Regions from separate parts of the Cricetulus griseus genome. Here region 1 is linked to region 2. Evidence: chromatin contacts called from public Hi-C data. All regions are on one chromosome and are shown on one strand. The core of a region is the stretch at or near the end of the contact, and the rest is flanking DNA. Distances in the headings are between cores, read along the strand shown.

Evidence for each region. A called contact is a pair of places that touch in the nucleus more often than the background predicts.
Region 1: a Hi-C map of fibroblasts shows a contact between it and region 2, with 2.3 times the contacts expected there. The contact joins the promoter of Smad3 here to the enhancer-like site in region 2. A contact is called at or near these places in 2 of 8 Hi-C or Micro-C datasets (the CHK-Q cell line and fibroblasts).

What each region holds. Positions count from the first base shown.
Region 1 is chr4:175,279,832-175,286,482 of CriGri-PICRH-1.0, forward strand. Smad3 (mothers against decapentaplegic homolog 3) reads right to left here and starts at 4,508. Exons shown (of 9, transcript XM_027414784.2): 1 at 3,809-4,508. The coding sequence starts at 4,014.
Region 2 is chr4:175,236,287-175,242,787 of CriGri-PICRH-1.0, forward strand. All of the region lies in intron 1 of Smad3 (mothers against decapentaplegic homolog 3), which reads right to left. Among named protein-coding and RNA genes, the nearest start is that of Smad3, 45 kb to the right of the region's middle. Within about 2 kb of position 3,430, at least 4 of the 6 cell types and tissues checked have open chromatin away from gene starts, as enhancers often do. A contact at or near this core is called in fibroblasts, where this site is marked.

The sequences.
Region 1 (6,651 bases), core at 3,258-5,757, 45 kb after region 2:
TCTTCCCCTGAGAAAGCAGGTGGCTGTCATTGTTTAATATTCCACTGTTGTGCCTTCACATTTAAAGCATATATCATAAGCCTCTTCCCCACCCCACCCTCCACTCCCCCAAAGTCCCTCTATCTTCTCAAATGTACCTCAGGAGGGCTTGTAACACTGACTCAGAGACACAGCCAACGGGTCTGGTTATTATCATTTAGTACACAAAAAGCAAGCTTATAATGTCTGATCACAAATGGAGGGTAAAATGCTGCCTGATAGATCAGAAATGATAGCAAAAACAAGCAAACAAAAAAAAAACCTGCTGCCTGCAACACATACAGGTCCAAACATCCAGCCCCTGGATCCAAGCTGCAAAGGTCAAAGTTCCCTCCAACCAAAGACTACTAAGTGACACTTAGGTAAGCCCTCAATGTCCTGCAGGCCCTATCCTGATGGGCTGCCTGGTGGGCAGCTAGCTGGGAGTAGACTTGCTGCCAATGGTTTATACAGAGGTAGGAGGCCCAGGTGCTGAGACCTGCAGGGCATTATCTACAGCCTTGGGTTTGTCCCCAGAAGCCTGAGAAAACTGTGTTACAGGTGAGGATATTTTTCCTCTCTCCACCAGTTGAGGGTAGCCTAGCAACATTGCTGAAGGCCCCAGGAGGAGGTCACCCTACAAAGAGAGTGAACAAAGGAGGTGGGAGATGCTCCCAGCAGATCTAAGTGACTTTTGGAATTTTCTCTGAACTTGGTGCTCTCCTTCAAGAAAGCCTATGGTCCTTTCTAAACCAGCTACACTTTCAGCTTGGTCCAGCTCGAAACAACTAGCTGAGCCATGGACCACACACAGTAGTGTGAGCCACTGGTTGCCTATATGAAAAGAGGTTAAGGTGTGTTCGATATCCTCCTGCTGCTGATGCTGAACCTGTTCTCTGAGAGACAGGTGCTTCAGTGTCCCTTTTAGGAACTGGAGAGGAGGACACCTGTGGCTCTTCTCAGACTCTCAAGCAGGTGGCAGTGGGCTGCTGGCATGGAACTCACCCAAGCTCTGCCCCACCCCAGCCAGATAGATCTGAGACGCCCTGCTCTCCCCTCTGTGGAGTAAAATCAAACTCCTACACCTGATCTTGTGGTGGTAAGTTTGTATCACTCAGTTCTCCTGATCACTCAAACTGCCTAGAGTTGTAGGAATCAGGCAGGCATGTAGCAGACAGCTAGCACAGCCAAACGGTGCCACCGCTGCTCAAGACATCCTTTGCACATTTCAGACTGAGTCCTTAAAGCTGTGCTCCAGATTTGACAGAAAGTGCTGAAGCACCCAGTGTCCCGCCTCCTGCCCCACACGAAGCTGGTGACTAAGTCACACACTTTCCTTTGTCTACTTTCCAAAGCCCTAGTTCTCAAAGACAGCAATGTGACAAGCAACACGCAACCCTGGGGCTTAGCAGACACCGGGATAGCACTAGCATGAAGCCAGCTAGTCGCCTCCCCAAGACGTGGCCTTTAGCTTTCTGCCCATGGCCAAAACAGCAGCAGCTGTTGCCAAGGGAGACAGGGTGACCCAGAGGCGTGGGCACAAAATCCAGGGATGGAGATCCACCTTTGTCTGGATCCACCCAAGCAACTGGGTCTCTCTAGTTGAGAAAAGATAAATGAAAACAATCCCAGGGCTAGGAGTGTAGCTCAGTAGCAGAATGCTCACCTAAAATGTGAGCCCTGGGTTCAATCCTCAGTACAACCAAAGAACCAACCAACAAAAACCCTGCTCCCACCCACCACCTTCTTTGTGCAGTCTGAAGATGCCTAGTCCTGGAAGACCTGGGTGAAGTGGAGGTGGTTAGCCTGAACTCTCAGAAGCACACAAACCTTCACCTGCCTGGGACTGGGAAGGGCTGCAAGTGAAAGCAAGATCAGAAGGCAAATGTAGGCCAAGGAAGGCACAGTCTCTCCTCTAAGCTGACCCCAGCCCAAAGATGAACCAAGAACCTTCCAGGCAGAGATCCACCACCCTCCCTGGATAAGGATGCTTTGGGCTCTCAGAGTCCACAACAGTCTGGGAGAAAGGGTATGCTAGCCCCAGTCTTAGGTTTTTCCCTATCTCCTGTGAAGGTCTGTCTGGTTGAAAGGCAAGATCATTTTAGACCTCGCTGCCTGTTCTGTTTTCCAGGCCTTCATCAGGCCTATGACAGTGCCTTGTAAATTGTGAAACACTCTGCCCAGCTGCTTCATAATTGATATCACTTGAGGGGGTTCAAAACATAAAGTATTCAGTGTGGCTGCACCCAGGCGTATTAGGAAAAGGCTATTTCTCCGGATCTGACAGAGACCTGAGACTCAGCCACTCCACTTCGTCAAAAGGATAAAGAAGAATGAGGAGCCAGAGCAGGAGCTAAAACCCAGGTGCCTGTGACCATCACGTCACAGCACCCCCCTAAAGCCAGTTGGCAGAGGCTCACAGGCCAAGCATTCTTCCCAGACAACTGCCTTCGCCTCCCCCTTTATTGATCCCAACCAGGTTTGGGGGTTGGTTGTTTTTGGTTTTGTTTTTTGGCTATTTTTTTTAAGCAGGCATCCCTACCGTCTGTGGTGTTTATTTCCAGGGAAGGCCGACCCTGGGCTCCTGTGGACAGATGCTGCTTTGCGCCTTACTGTTAGGGCTGGCAGCATACACACAGCTGCCTTGAGCAGGTGGCCAAGGATGGAGGCCACCCTGGCCCGGAAGAATGATGACCTCTCTATCTTAGGCCCTGGGAGCTCTCTCTCCATTCCTCTGCAGCTTGGGACACCACCACCTCCCACCACCACCCCCACCCCGCAACATCCGCACCTGCCCTCCTCTGGAATCAATCTTTAAAGATGTCTTGAGAAGTGGAGACAGAAGGCTAAAGTGCCCTCATCCCAGGCGCAGTTATGCTCTGGGAGGCCCTGGGAGTGAAGTCACTGACCCCTTCCATCAGCCATCTGTGAGCTCCCGCCGGACTCCTCTAGCCCGATGGGAAGGATAAAGGAGGTCAGGACAGATGGCAAAGCGTTTTGGGAAAAGAGGTCTCTACAGGAATGCAGGGACAGAGGGAGGCCAGCTCTGGGATGTTTTGTTATCTGTCTGGAGCTGCCTGCTCGGTTCTAGGCACCCGCAAACTCTCAATTAAAATGAAGGCATACCAGGCAGGCGTGGGGTGGGAAGAGGGAATGACCGTACTTTCTGCCACTTGTTTCTCCCGCTTCAAAGTCGGTGCTTTGCTCTGCAACTAAGTGCGTGCGTGCATGCGTGCACAGGGGGCGGGAGGCTGGCACAACCAAATCTAAAAATACTCGATAAAAATGCTAATCCCAAGGCAAAGAAAGAGCGAAGAAGGAATCTGTCAATCAACGGGCTCCCGCTCCTCACCCACAGCTGTACCGACTGCATTCCTGTAGACGAGGAAAAGAAGTGGGGGAACAGAGCTGAAGAAAAGAAAGGGACACACGCCACCACCTCCACGAGCGCGGGGCGGGAGGCGGCGGCGGAGGAGGGGCTCGGCCGGCAGAGCCGAACAAAGCGGGGCCTCTACTTGGAGCCCAAAGCCCAGAGAGTGGGGGGCCAAGCTCAGCAGCACCCCTGCTGCCCACAGGCGGCTAGGGATCCTTGAGGTCTGGAAGCCAGAGTGCCGCATGGAAGCCTGGGCTCTGAGCCTGGACAAATCCGAAGAAGGTTTTGTTTGGGGTCCCTCCACCCACTGCCTGTCCCCAACACTAGAGCGCACACACACGCACACGCCCTCCCCTCTCCACCCTGGCCGCCCTAGAGGGCTGGGCCGGCGCGCCCCCCGTCGCTCCCGGCCCCCACCTGGGGATGGTAATGCACTTGGTGTTCACGTTCTGTGTGGTGATGGCCTTCTCCAGCTCGTCCAGCTGCCCCGTCTTCTTGAGCTTCTTCACCAAGCTCTTGACCGCCTTCTCGCACCATTTCTCCTCCTGCCCATTCTGCTCGCCCTTCTTCCAGCCCAGCAGGCGCTTCACGATCGGAGGGGTGAAGGGCAGGATGGACGACATGGCTGGCACGGGAGGGTCACCGGCGCCCCCGGCGGGACTGGGCGCACTGGGGACGCCGGGGGCGCACAGGGGCAGCTCGGCCTGCGCCGCGCCCGAACTTCGCGTCTAACTCTGGAGAACTTGCCCCGGCGTCCGGGCCGGGGCCGCGGCACTCCAGCTGCGGGGATCGGGAGCACGGTGGCGCCTGAGTAGCTCCACGAGGACCGACGGACTGACGGGCAGGCCCCGGGCGCGCGGGGCGGAGGCGGTGGCCGCTGAGACTCCGAGTGGCAGTAGAAAGTTTGGGTTTCCGCACGGGGTAGCTGTTTGGGTGCCGCCTCCGGGAAGGAAAGTCCAACCCCCAGCCAAACTTTGCTGGCCTGGATGACTCTGGTGAGCAGATCCCTCCGCCTCTGCAGTCCTCCTCCTCCTGTTCCTCCTCCTCCCCGCTGATCGCCGCCTCGCAGGGCCGGCCAGGGCCGTGCAGCGGCGCTCCCCGCTCCTCTCCCGCCCGCTCCCAAGTCTACGTTTCACGCAGCTCCGCGTGCAGGCTTCTTCCCAGCGCTGTCGCCGCCCCCTCGCCGCTCGGGCTCCCCGCTCCTCCCCCGCGCTCAGCTCCGGGGAGGACCCGCGGCCTTCCCCGCCCAGCGCCGCCAAGCGCGCCCACGTGGGCCACCGGGCACGGCGGCCGCGGGACCAGACTCTTGGGGACTCGCCGCCCTCAAGACGCTCAGATGCAGTTGCAGGGACTAGAGAGTGTTAGACTCGCCGGAACAGGCGCGGGACCCCTAGGGTTCGCTGCTCCCTGGAGAGTACTGGGACAAGAAGAGGGGTTCAGTTCCAAGCCCAGGAAGCCGGGGAGCACTGATCTCGCTCACTGGCCCCGGCTGTTTTCCTTTGGTTTGGTGTTTTTTGTTTTGTTTTGTTTTTGTTTTCCCGCTGGGTGAGATCAGACCGACTGACTGCCCGGAGACTGCGGAGGAGGGAGTTGGGAAGGGGGAGAGGGAGACTTAAAAGTGGAGTTAGAGACCTCAGTGACAACTTGAACAATAGCTGGAGCCTGGGGTCCCTTGGGCCTAGTGAACCAAGCTCTTTGCAGAAAACGGGCCTCAAAGACATCTGTTGCATTCCTTAAGGAATGAATGGGAGCGCTTTAGGATTTATCTTTGGGGGAGGGGAAGAATTAACATTGCTGGGTGTTACTGAAATTCGACGCCAAACAAGCAAGAGAGCTTTGTTTACAAAGCAGTGAACTCGCACATACAAAGTGGAACGAAGTTTACTCAAAGTTAGCCTAGGTAGGACACCAAGAGAACCTGACTTTGGGTAGCCCTGGGGCCCAACTATCGGAATTCGGGGCTGGCTGCCCATGGTCCTTTCACGGGCTTGGAGGCGTTACAGCAGGCTCTCAGCTCCTTTACCCTGCGGCTGCAATCCCATCGGGTTAACTCAGTAGGTATAGGACTATGCTTGTTTTAAACAGTGGGAAACCCCACCACCACCGACGGTGGTGAGAAAGAAGTTATTTGCAAACCAAGAGCCGGTGGGAGTTACAAAGACCTATGAAGTGTGGCCAGTCCCACAAAGTCAGCCCAGAAGCTTCAGGGGCCCCCAGCTCTGTCACCGAGGGTGCCCCATCGCCAGCCACAGCTTGTCAAGAGGCTGTGGTTTCCTAGGTGTCTCCTTCCACCTCCCTGAAGCCAAGTCCTGAAAGGAGGAGGATTGATTCTTGAGGCCCAGTGGACCCTAACAAGCTAGGTCCTGCACTCCTGTTGGAGTGTGGCTGTAGCCTCCCCTTCCACTCGGCTTCCCAGCCCTTACCAAGAGACTGAAATGGAGGCGGTCTTAACTGCTGTCTTCAACCTAAGACAGTCTAATTGCTGCCCTCAAAGTCCACGCCCATATTTGCCTGGGAGGCATGACCCCAAGGAACAGAGCCAGGATTTAAACCCAGGTTTTTGTTTTGTTTTGCTTTTGTTTTTGAGGTATTGCTCCTGGGCCTAGCCTCGCAAAGGGCAGCTTTGACACAATTTGCAAAACAAAAGCTCTTCTCACAGGTGCATAACAAGCTTGCCAGAAATGTCCTTGGGCTCATTCCTCCCCAACTCCTAGGGTGTTGGGACTTTCCAACAGTCCAGTGCTAAACAGGAGCGGACCCACCCCAGAGGCCAGTGCATGAAGAAGGGTAGCCAGGGGATCTGAGCTCAGTCAAATCCTGCTTCTTTCTCTCCAGCACTTCCATGTATGCTTCTTGTTGGGAAATCCACAGTGAAAGAGGAAGGTCCCTAACCACAAGAAACTCACAGCCCAGAGAAGCACCAAAGAGATAGGGATGAAGGTGTGCTTAGGTGGACAGAGGACAGAAAGGGACCTATGTAACCATCATCTTCCAGTTAAAAGTTAATTTTAACCCAGACACCAAACCCAGTCAGTCCAGCCTTTGTGAGGCAGCCAGGCCAAGTCCAAGGTGCTCAGGCTCCATCCCTGATCTATTTTGAGTGTTGGCTCTTGACCCTTCACCTTGCTGAGACTCGTCTCACCTGTACATAAGCATGGTGGATCTAGAAAGAACATTAGAAGCATCAGGGTTGTTCTCTAGGACAAGTCCCTCGCCCACAGGGGAAGCTGAGACTAAGGAAAGAGAAAAGCTGAGGAGAG
Region 2 (6,501 bases), core at 2,180-4,679:
AGGTAGGGAAAGTACAAAGCATGGTAGAGAGCCGCAATAAGGACACTTCAGTACAGGGAAGGGGGACAGATGGGCAGAGCAAGCCACCACTATCCCAGGACAAAGGCACACACGCCCAACTGCCAGCATGCCCACTACCTACATTGGCACTCAGAAAGCTCAAGAGTAACTAAAGAGCAGGGCAAGGCAAGGTTGCCACTTCCACTTCCAACTGGTCTGTCTCAATTAGCCTCAACCTGAAGGTAGAAACCGATAAAGAGGTAACCAACTATCTAAATTGTAGAATTTAATGATGATAGTTTTGTGTGTGTGTGTGTGTGTAGTTGTGTGTTTATGTGTATATTCATATATGTGTTTGTGTGTGAGATGCTTTTTAGCACATGTGCATAACTGTGTACTTTGTGTATGTATGTGTGCGTGTGTGTGTGTGTGTGTGTGTGTGTGTGTGTGTGTGTGTGTGTGTGCGTGAGCATGTACATACCACTGTGCATGTACCCAGCTCAGGGGACAGCCTCAAGTGTGGCTCTCACCTTCCACCTTCTTTGAAACAGGGTCTCTTGCTCTTGGCCACCGCTCATACCAGCTGCCCTACCAGCATCTAGAGATGCTTGTGTCCCCTCCCATGTCACTGCAGGAATGCTGGGATGACAGACATGTGCTTCCAAGTCTTGACTGGACATTGTTCTCCCCTTACTCAAGTCCTCACCTGTGGCAACTGCTTTGCCTCAAGCTAAGTGGAGATTCTGTGTGGTTGTTCTGTGCCCTGTCCTAATCGATATGGGGCATGTGAGAAAAATCAATCTAGAAGGGTAGAGCTTATAAAAACATGGCAATTAGATGCTTAAGAAGGTCTGATTCTAGATCTCAGGAGAACTCTTGAAGCATCTGGTTTTTCTCTAGAGGAAACCTTTTTGTAATTATGAACAGTATGTTAATCTAATCAGAAGTCACATTTCCGTTTCACCTTTGGCCACTAGGAAGCTCAAAGACAAATTTGAGGACTATCTCCAACAATCCTACAAAATATTATAGTAACACTGAGTGCTAACCTCTCAGACTTCACCTTACTTTCCTATCTTCTCCTCTCTTTCCCTTGACTATAATATATATTCATATGCATACATATACATTTACATCATACATATACCATAATTTTTAGTTTCTGCATTTTTTTGTGGAATACGTAGGTTAAGGAAACACACTTCAGGCTTGGGAGACGGCTCGGTGGTTAAGAGCATATGTTGCTCAATTATGAAGGTCTGAATTTGAATCCCCATAAAACTAAGAGCTAGGCATGGCCATGGGCCCACCTGGAACCCCATCACTGGCAGAGATGGGTGGATTCCAGGAGTTAACTGGCTGGCTGGCCGCTGAGCACAGACAGTGAGCTTCTAGTTTAGAGAGAGAGACAGACTCAGTGTCTTGCTCTAGCCTCCATGTGTGCACTCTCACACATGTACACACATACAAATACACCACACAGGCAAACAATAAAATGAAATATTAGACACACACACACAAATACATGAAAGTATAAAAAAAAAGTGTGCATGCATGCACATACACATGGGCCCACATGCACATATATTTTAAGATTGGTCGCTACTACAAAGCTATAGCTGTTGAAACAGGCCGGAGAGTAGATGTGGATCACTGAGGTATCTGAACCTCCAGAAATCAGCTCCTGTGTTTGTTGTCAACCAAGAGGCCGAGATAATTGAGTGGGCAAAGAACCATCTTCCTTAAGCACCTGGGCAACTAAATAGACACTTTTTAGGAAGGAACCTGAGTTCTGACATGACAGGGTACACAGAAATAAAGATTAAGCTGTAAGAGCTGAATTAGAAACCTCTTGCGAAAACATTGGGGAATGAATCCTTGGGACCTGTGCTTCCAAGAGCATTAGTGGAAAAGTGAAAATATTTTTTTTTATTATTCCATCAAAATCTGTGTGTCAAAGTCTACCAGGGAAGTGGAAGAGAAAATCTAAAAAATGGAGGGGAAAGACCGAAAGACATGGGGTTCCGAGTACACAGGACTCCAACGACTCAACAGAAGACAGACTGCTCAAAGTGGGCAGCAGTGAGGAACTGCCCAGCACCTTCAGGCATCAGGGAAAAGCATATAAGAACTGCGACAGGATTTAACCTCACACACACTACTAGGCTGGCTAAAATAAGAGAAAGACAACAGCAAGTGTCAGTGACTCTGGAGAGACCAAAACCCTCACACATTCCTGACAGCACAAAAATGTAAATGCCAAGTAACAAAAGATCTGGTCCATCCACTACTAGGTATCTTCTGAGGACAAATGAAAACACATTAAAAAAAAAAAAAAAAAAAAAAAGCTAGACACATGACCATTACCATCATAGCCTTATTCATAAAAAACAACAGACTGTGTATCATCTGAAGAATGGACAAGTCAAAGGTGGTTTATCTATGCCCTAGAGTACTATCTGGGCATATAAAAGAATTGGAGTGCTGCTGAGGATGCTACAGCAAGCTACATCAAAAAAAAAAAAAAAAAAAAGTCAGAGCACATGTTGAAGTCTGTCTATATACACCATATGCCATCCTGAAAAGGCAAAGCCACAGAAAGAAGATGAAGTTGCCAGAGCCAAGGACAGGGATGGGGATGACTTCTGAGGTGTGTGGGGGGGGGCGGGGGTGTGTTCTTTCTGTGGTCATGAAAAGGCTCTAAAATCATCTGTGCTGGTGGCTGTTCAGATTCATTAGAACATGAACGTCACACTCGAAAGCATTTGGGTTATATATCAATAAAGCCATCATTTTTAAAAATCTTGTGTGCATGTGTGGACATGTTCATTTGAATGCAGGCACACGTGTGTGCCACGGTAATCGTGCGGAGGTCAGAGGGCAACCTGAAGTATAGATCCTCACCTTTCTGCCTTGTCTGAGATAGTCTTTTGTTGTTTGTTGCTGCCTGTGCCAGGCTACCACACCCGTGAGTTTGCAGGGACTGTTCTGTCTGTCTCCACCTCTAAATTCACTATGAGTCTATGTGAACATTGCATCTGGCTGTGCGTGAGTTCGAGGTATCTGAACTCAGGTCCACACCTATAATCCCAGCACCAAGGAGGGCCATCAGTTTGAGGCCAGCCTGGGCTGTATAGTAAGACCTGGATTCAGAAAAGCAGAAAGAAGCACATGGTACCAGGGCCTCTGAAGGAGCCTGTTGGTTCCAGACAGGGAAGCCAGTAAGGGGATGGTTGTTCGGGGGCCGCTCTTGCCTGCATGAACACCTCTAAGGGATGAGCGAGAGCTTGTTTTCCAAGAAGTTGAGATGGGTCCCCCTCTGGCTGCCCTGCCAGAGCTGTGGTTTCATGTGTGGAGGAGGAGCCGGTTGTGTTGAGCCATGCTGATGGCAGCCCTGCTTCCTGTGGGGCCACGGCCTGCTGACATCACTGGGCGGCTGAGAGTACTCAAGGGGCAATTGATGTCGCAACTGCAGGCAGTACGCAGGGTCATGCGAAGTTCAGAGCTGGGTTTTCTCAGTCCATTGGCTTTTACTCATCCTGTCCATGAAGCATTTTTTTCTCTCCTCTTCCCTGTCCTTCTTGGTGTACGTGTTTTAATTATCCCGTGGCTCCTGGCTTCATTCCTGAGCCTCATATCGGCATTCGTCACTGATGTAAAGGCAGTGCTGGCACTGTGCACCCGCTCCCACCTACCCCCCACCAGAGGTCAGAGTCCCAAGAAAGAGATGAGGAGACTTCATGTACTCAAGAGCCCAAGGCTGCCAAAAGTCAGTGGGGCTGACCCTGCCCCCACCCACTTTACAGAAAAGGGTCAGGGGTCTCAGGCACTTGCCCTAGGTCACCCAGCTTCCATTGAAATAAAATGACTCCATTTTTCAAAACTGCTACCACAAAACGTTTTTCCCTCCAGGCAAGCCTCCAACAGGAAAATCAGTCCCACGTGCAAAGAATTCACAATGGAAATCGTGTCTTTACCCGTAAAAAGGGCTCGGGAAAGTTCTAACAGCCAAGCAGTCAAGACTCCCAAACGCCGTGCACCCGCCTTTCCTTCAACAAACAATTTCCCAGCTATTGTTCTTGAGTAGACCTTGAAGGTGAACAAGAAATCAGTCCCCATGCTGAAGACTGGACCAATCAACCCATAGAACTGAAAAGCCAGTTTCCAAAGCACTGTGGTGGGCTAAGGAGACAGTGCCACTGGTAAAGTGCTTGCCACACAATCTTGAGGCCCTGAGTTCAATCCCCAGCAACCACATAAAATGCCAGATGTGGCAACTTGAACCTTTAAACCCAGCACTAGGGAGACAAGACACCAGTGTCCACTGGAGCTTGCTGCCAAGTGTGCACATGTGAGCATACTGAAGAGAGTGCCTTGGTCTATGTGGTATTAAGATTTTTCCCCCCTTAACATGGGTTTTTTTCTCAACTTCATGGTCACTTGCATCTCCACAATTCCAGTTTTCCTTCCCCAATTGAAGCCTGACTATCTCTGTCACTCTATGAGGTCACCAACCACAAAGCAGGACACAAGAGCTCAAACACTGGGTTTTGGAACCAGAGTTGTATGAGAAACAGAGCTTGCATGAGGGCAGGGACCTCCCTGGGATCCAGATTAGAGACAGGATGGGTGACCTGGGCCAGCCTCCCACACAGAGGTCAGTCTACCAAGCCCAGCCCATGAGGGACTTCCTGTCTGGGACTGAGAAAAAAAGACCACACACATTATTTTGATTCACTGTGGTACATGCCACGACCCAGGCATGCTAGTGGACTGAGGGGACACAGTGACAGCAAAGTGGGGGGGCATAAGGTCCCCTGCTGGAAACCAAGAAGGGACATTTTGGAAGCAGCTAGTTGAGTACCTGGTGGTATTCCAGGCTGCTCACCACGAAGCAGAGGTGGGAGCAGGTTGGAACAGGTGTCGGAGGAGCAGGGCTCAGCACTCACAGAGAAGCGTTCTTGTCCTTTTTGGACACAATGGCTATTTGGAGCTTCAACAATTTTTACAGACTCACAAGGTGGTGGCTGTCCTTGACATCATTCACCCCTCAGACCTGCAGCAAATCTGGAATTGAGTCTGGGTGGAAAGATACTCATCAGAGCCACCAAGGGTCAGGCCAAGTGACAGTTGACACAGATACTGTGCAAACACCAGGGTACAAGCTGGGTGCAGGATCAGAAGCCAAGGGATAGGGTCTAGGAAGGGAAGGGCTAAACAGGTCCTTTACAAAGATCAATCACCCCAAGAGATGGGATGTGCCTCATGCTTGCCAAGCACAAACCCCTGGGTTTAATTCCCAGCATCACATAAACCGAGCCAAGTGGTACACACCCATATTCCCGGCACCTGAGAGGTGGAGACAAGAGGATCAGAAGTTCAAAGTTAACCTTGACTTTATATTCAGTTCAAGGCCAGCCTGAACTCCATGAAATCCTGTCTCAGAAACAATGGGGGGGGGGTGAAGAGGCATAGAAGGCTTCTTCATATAGAAAAGACAGCCTTAAGGCAGTGGCGTGAACCGGGCACTGACATGCCCTTGGCAAGTGCTTAGAGGGGGAAAGCCACGAGGGACACTGAGGCCCAGTGATCTGAGGCCTTCAGGAAAAGCAAATGTACAGGTGACACCATGCCCCTTCCTCTGTCACCTGGGATACCAGCAGCTTCAGCAAAACCAGAGATTCTCTATCTCATCTTCAGCAAAAGGACAGAATACACAAACCATGTGACTAGGTTGGTAGGCCAGGATGTCTCTGAACTCTGGGGAATCTAAAAGGCCAGCACCCTCCAACCAGATGGCATGCCCATCTCCTGGCCCACTGTGACTACCTTTCCCATCGTCAGTCACTCATCTGGCTCAAAGGCCATCTGGCTACTTTGAGAGAGCTTGGTGAGAATGTGAGTCACCATACCTGTGCCTCTTAAACCCATATGGTAAACACATCAGGCACTGCACTGGGTGCTGGCAGTGACTAAGGCTTGCAGAACCCTAGCTGAGGCCCTGGAAACCGAGCTAGGGAGGCTAGATTGGCTTGATTCATGGAGAAACTCCTGGAGGGTTTTAAAAGCCCAGGGGAATGATCTGTTCTGATACCATCATTATGCATCCCCTGGGGTAATAAACACCATGTCATTAGCACCATTAACACCGGAGTGTGAATTAGGTAATGAGATGAAGTGTCACCATGCAAAAGACTGAGATGGGGACTGATAAAGTTTTGATGCCAGGGGAAGGAAGCCAGAAAGAGGCGGGCTTAGTGTCTGTTCAGTGGGGACTGGGGAGGAAGGGACACGGAGGAAAGGAACCCAGGGGATTTTGGTGCAGAGCTGTTACAGCAAGGTAAACATCCTACACATATGATTTGTGCCTGCAAACAGTGACTGCTCCCAACAGGAAGACAGACAGTAAACAATTCTTCAGGTCTGCAGCCACAAGCTTTGGTAAGTCCTGAAGAAAAGGAATGAAAGGCAGCAATCCCATAGGCTACCAAAGATATTCTC